Regions from separate parts of the Gossypium hirsutum genome. Here region 2 is linked to region 1. A link is a contact called in public Hi-C data. All regions are on one chromosome and are shown on one strand. Each heading gives the region's core, a stretch centred on a gene start, on an enhancer-like site or on the middle of the called end of the contact. The rest is flanking DNA. Distances are from core to core; before and after follow the strand shown. Region 1 holds the start of LOC107933183 (serine/threonine-protein kinase SRK2I-like). Region 2 has its middle 20 kb from the start of LOC107933192.

Region 1 (2,849 bases), core at 220-2,719:
TTAAGTATATAATTGTAAAATTAATTAATTAAATAATTTTTAGTTGATAAGCATAATATTTCAAGAAAAGTGAAAATATTCACAATTGTGCAAAGTAAGTGGTTTTAACTATCAAATAATAAAAATAGAAGGTTTTTTTTTTCTTTTGTGTGAACTTGTTCATTATTACTAGAATTATTTTCATACCAATGTATCTAGTTGAAGTGTTAAATCTCAATTTTAATTAATATACAATTATAAAATTAATTAAATAATAATTAATATAAAATAATAGGTATACAATTGTAAAGTTAATTAAGTAATAATTAATATGAAATAATAAGTATAAATTAATATGAATACAAAGTCTATTTTATTTTACAGTTTAAATTAAATCGTGTTCAAGCGGAAGAAATATTTAAAAAAATCATTTAAAGAATATTGACTCTAAAATTTAAATTTAATTCAAATATATGAGGAATAAATCTACTTTCATAAAATATTTTTAATTTTAATTGGGAATTTAATAATATAATGGAGAGTTTGATAATTTAATAATATAATGGAGAGTTTGATAAATTATAGATTATAAGTGTGTTTGACATAGTTATTCATTGTGCTCATGGAATCTATTCTTATCATATGCCAGTTTTCTTTACTTGGAAAAATACTGCTTGGAAGTCAGAAACTTTCCTTTGTTCCCAAGGCCGTTTTGCCCACGAATGGGGACAATCTATTCCACCTGATTTTACCAAAACATCCTTTTCAGGGAATTATCCTATGCGTGCTCTGCACGCTAACTCTCATGCTCTCACATGCTTTTCAATTTCATCAATTAAAAACGCAATCTAATTTCAATATTATTATAGATGGTATTTTTTTAAAAAAATTAAAATCTATTTTAAACAAATGAGATGGTTGCGTGTTAATTTGGACAATAATAAAGCCAAAACCGTCCGATCAGTTTTTACAGATAAAAGACAGCATAATACCGAATAAAAATTGTCTTAGCATTTTGCAAAATCACGTGACTCACTCTGCTTTAAAATATTATCCAAATAAAGGACATTTAAGTCATTCTATTTTCTTATTCGACAATTTCTGAATATATAAGAAAACAATAATAAAAACTAATCCACAAATAATAAGACAACCATAAAAAGAAGCCAATTCTATTGGTTACCCACTACGCAACAACCTCCAAACGACGCCGTACTCCTCTTATCCTCCTCTGCTTCTACCAGATATTTCCTTGGCATTATCCCCCCTTCCTCTTCCCCAAAAGCTCCGCTCCTCCATGAACCACTCTTATCAATCTCCAATCAACTAATAACCTTTCCTTCCCTTCTTCTTCTTGTTGTTGTTATTATTAACGGACTCGTTTAACTCAGTGATTCGTCCAAGAAGCCACTGAGTCCGGTGATGTGGTCCTGAGTTCTTCTTTCTTTGAAGGGGGTAGAATCGGAAACTGAAAAAAAGAGAGACAAAAATGGATCGAGCAGACTTGACGGTCGGACCGGCTATGGATATGCCGATTATGCACGACGGTGACCGTTACGATTTCGTTAGAGATATCGGATCGGGTAATTTCGGAGTTGCCCGACTTATGACAGATAAGGTTACCAAGGAGCTCGTCGCTGTCAAGTACATCGAAAGAGGCCGTAAGGTTTAGCTTCTTATTTCAAAAAACAATGATCTCTTTCCTTTTCCTTTTTCTCTGTGCTTTTGGTCTATTTATGGAAATATGCTCATTTCGATTATTACGATATTTATTGAAGATAATGTTTTCTCTCTTCTTCTTTTTTGTTCCTAACTTGTTGCAATTTATTGTCGGGAGTTATATTAATTTTATTAATTTCGGAAATGTTTTATTTGGTAGTATAATAATTAATTATCAATCCAAAAAATAAAAGAAGATACCGACTTTTCTGTTTTCTCAAAGCTCAACTACTTCACTAACTTCTTCTTCTTTTTTTTTCCTTTTAATTTGTAATTTTGGCATTAATTTTGTGCTACCTTGTCGTTTTACAGATAGATGAAAATGTTCAAAGAGAAATTATTAATCATAGATCATTGAGGCATCCGAATATTGTTAGATTTAAAGAGGTAACGTTAGTTCTTGATTCAGTTTACTGTTATTTATAATATTTTTTTTGTAAAAATTAAGGTAGTGTTTGATGAACTAACTATAAGACATTGATACTTTAGGTTATTTTAACACCTACTCATCTTGCCATTGTAATGGAGTATGCCTCCGGAGGAGAGCTTTTCGAGCGGATTTGTGCTGCGGGTCGGTTCAATGAGGACGAGGTTTATTTTATTATATTTTGCATTCAATTTTATGTCCCCCTTTTGTTTTGTCTTTAACTTGTATATATCCGTTATTTTGGTGCAGGCTCGGTTCTTCTTCCAACAGCTTATATCCGGCGTTAGTTATTGCCATGCGATGGTAGTTAGAATTTATCCATTTGTCTATGCCTTGAATTGTATTACGTGTAACCTGATAGGTTATTTTGTTTTTGGTTTGTTTTACTTGGTGAAGCAAGTATGCCACCGTGATTTAAAGTTGGAAAACACTTTGCTAGATGGAAGTCCAGCTCCTCGGCTTAAGATATGTGATTTTGGGTACTCGAAGGTATAGTCCTTTGTTGTTATCTTATCATTCGATGAGGTTACGCTTATACTTTGTATAATATGGTACTTTATGAACTATCTTTGGTGATGTGGTATTTATTCTATATTGTGTCATGGATTCATTGTTTTAAAAAAAATGTTGAGCTCATTTGATTCTGTCCTGGAAATGGTACCACTTATTATATTTGATGGAATAGCTTGTTATTTGTTAAGAATTATTTCCTTTTTTTTTCTTT
Region 2 (2,849 bases), core at 192-2,691, 250 kb before region 1:
ATTTAAAATTTTTATTTTGAATTTATTGAATTATGAATTGTTTTATACACAATGCGATGATGGATTGCATTAGTGAAGTTTATTAAAGAATATTTTATATAAGTAATGAGTCTTTTTTAATCTTAAAATTTAAGTATGGTGAGATTTGAACCCATGGCAAACTTTTTAAAAATATTTTTTTTACCACTTCAATTAAAAATTTATTTTTGACGAGTATTTTATGTTTGAAATTTATTTAACCTTATTATTTGATATTTGTAAATATTTTTTATATACATATATTAAATATTTTTTAAAATAAAGATAAACCTGAAATGATAGAAAAACAGTACATCCGCTAATATGGTATCATCTACCTTGACAAAAACACAAATGAAAAAAAAAAACATGTGGCAATTATGCATGGTGGGCCAGAAACTAGGTATTTAAGGGCCCGAAGGCCTAACTTTTGCTAACAATGTCAAGTCCTTATCGATACAACTTTTAGCATTTAAAGTTAAGATTTTTATACTATTATTCAAACTTTTAATTAAGTTGATGTTACAAATTAATCGAGCATAACTAAATTAAGAAATTACTGAATGATCAAAATTTTAAAACAAATAATGTATTAAAAGAATTATATATGTAATTTAACTTATTTAAAAAAAATCATTCTCCTAAATATCTTAACTAGTTATATATGAGTTCTAAAATCTCTACCACAATCTAATTAATCAAAATTGTTTACATTTTTGTTAGGGTATCAATAATTATTATTTAAATATTTTTGTATTATTTTTATTTCTTTTACTCACATAAAATAGCACCATTTCTAAGTTAAACCCACAAATATACATAATTGTAAGCACCTAATTTTGTCTGAGCCCTTTGACCCAAATTATGTAATGAATTGGCTTTAGACAAGTTGAAATCAACACTAAGTTGAATTTTATTCTAATTTTAGATTTTAAAATGAATTTAAAGGACCAAATTGAATTTTTAGTTTAACTTTGGATAAAATTAAATTTTGATTTAAAGTTAAATTAAGTTTTCAATTAATTTTTAATTGGAAATATTATTTTGGTTTGATTTGAATTTATTTTATTCAGGTCTAAATTCATTTTGGGTCTGATAAAATATTTAATCAATTATTATCTTAATGAGAATTTGACAGGGAAGTGTGGATATTTTTAAATAAAAGAGATATTTAGAAATTGTTTTTTAAATAAAATTGAATTTTTAAAACTAAATTCAATTTTGTTTTAAAATTAATTTTTAATTATCATTATTTGACCCGGTGCAAAAACTGAATTTTAATATTTTCCATAAGGTCCAATGTGCCCAATTTAGATTTTTTTACAATAAGGTCCAATTTTGAAGCTCATTTTTAAAGCCTGATTTGAGGTCTGAAAATGGTCTAGTTTTGGCCCTTTTAGTCTGATAATGGATCATTTTGGCCTGTTTTCAAAGTTTGATGCAGACCTGGCCCGTCTCTAAATCCAATCATAAGGCAAAATTAGGGTTTCTACCCTTTAACAATTTTAGTGTGCCGTCCCTTTATCAAGTTTATAAGGCTATAATAACATTTCTTTTCAAAATTTAAATAAAAAATTAGGCAAATTTTAAATTTTAAAATGGTAAAAAGGTGTTGTGAATGATTTAAATTTAAAAAAAAAACAAAGTACGAAATCTGAAAGAACCTCCCCAATTAAAAAAAAATTCTATAAAATTGACATGAAAAAAAAAAGAAAAACAGAAATTATTTCTTAGAAGAATACCGAAATCCTACAAAGAAATTTTGTTTAGGTTTGGTTATTTTAATTAACTATCATTTGTTTAAGTTTTGACCCCCTCTTTTTTTTTTTAATAAACAGGAAAACAACAAACATAAACTAATTAAACATAAGCAAATCAATAAAGGGGTCTAATGCGATCCCGTTCAAGATTGTCTCTTAGTTTGTCTGGTAAATCTTCTAGCATCTAAATCGTGAACGAAGCCTCAAGTTATTTTTTCCTAAACTATTAGCCACATTGTCGACTTCACGCAATCCATGATGAAACCAAACTTGCCACGGCCACTAGAGGTGAGCATTCGATCGAATCGAATAAAAAAATTTTGAGTTAATCGAGTTAAAAAATCATATTTTATCATCTTAATTTAATTTGAAATTTTCTCGAATCGAGTCGAGTGAGATGGAATTCGAATCGAATTAAATCGAATATATTTGTTCGAGTTAAATTTTAAAAAATAATTTTGGGTCCTTATAACCACTGTCACCCATCGTAATAAAATTTATCCACCGTAATCAAATTTTTTTATTACCTTTCATCACCTCATAATTTATTTATTAATCTTTTATATACGGGTTAGCTTCTTTGCTTGCTTAGTTGTTTCAATTATCTTCATATTCTTGCCACTATATATTTTGGAATTAAAAAATATATTAAATGTAAAAATGTGATTTTTTAATAAAAGTTATTTTAAAGATAAAATGTGAAATTGATACCGATATAAAATTTTAACATGAATATTTTATGGCATCATTAATAATTCAATTTTAATATAAATATTTAATATGACTAAACAATTCAATAATATAAATAATATAAAATATGAAATTTAATTTAATAATATAAATAGTAGATATAAATAAAATTATTACTATTTACGTTTAGGGATTTTTTTTGGATAATTTTGATTTTTTATTTGGGAGTAAAGAGTGAAAAGTAAATGTTTAGGGGGAAAATAAAAAGTTTTAGAGAGTAAAAGTTTGAGGGAAAATAAATAGGAGAGTAAAATTTTGGAGGAAAAATATTAAAAAAATGGGGGGATGGGTTTGGGGTAGATAGGGGGTGGGATGAGAAGG

What was found. Hi-C and Micro-C count contacts between places; a contact is called where the count stands out from the background.
Region 2: a Hi-C map of leaf shows a contact between it and region 1, with 4 times the contacts expected there. The contact joins the enhancer-like site here to the promoter of LOC107933183 in region 1. A contact is called at or near these places in 12 of 34 Hi-C or Micro-C datasets (callus, hypocotyl, leaf and 2 more).

What each region holds. Positions count from the first base shown.
Region 1 is chrA12:18,605,945-18,608,793 of Gossypium_hirsutum_v2.1, reverse strand. LOC107933183 (serine/threonine-protein kinase SRK2I-like) reads left to right here and starts at 1,469. Exons shown (of 9, transcript NM_001327364.1): 1 at 1,469-1,645; 2 at 2,011-2,085; 3 at 2,188-2,289; 4 at 2,375-2,428; 5 at 2,522-2,614. The coding sequence starts at 1,469.
Region 2 is chrA12:18,857,418-18,860,266 of Gossypium_hirsutum_v2.1, reverse strand. No RefSeq gene overlaps it. Among protein-coding and RNA genes, the nearest start is that of LOC107933192, 20 kb to the left of the region's middle. Within about 2 kb of position 1,441, at least 1 of the 9 cell types and tissues checked has an H3K27ac peak or open chromatin away from gene starts, as enhancers often do. A contact at or near this core is called in leaf, where this site is marked.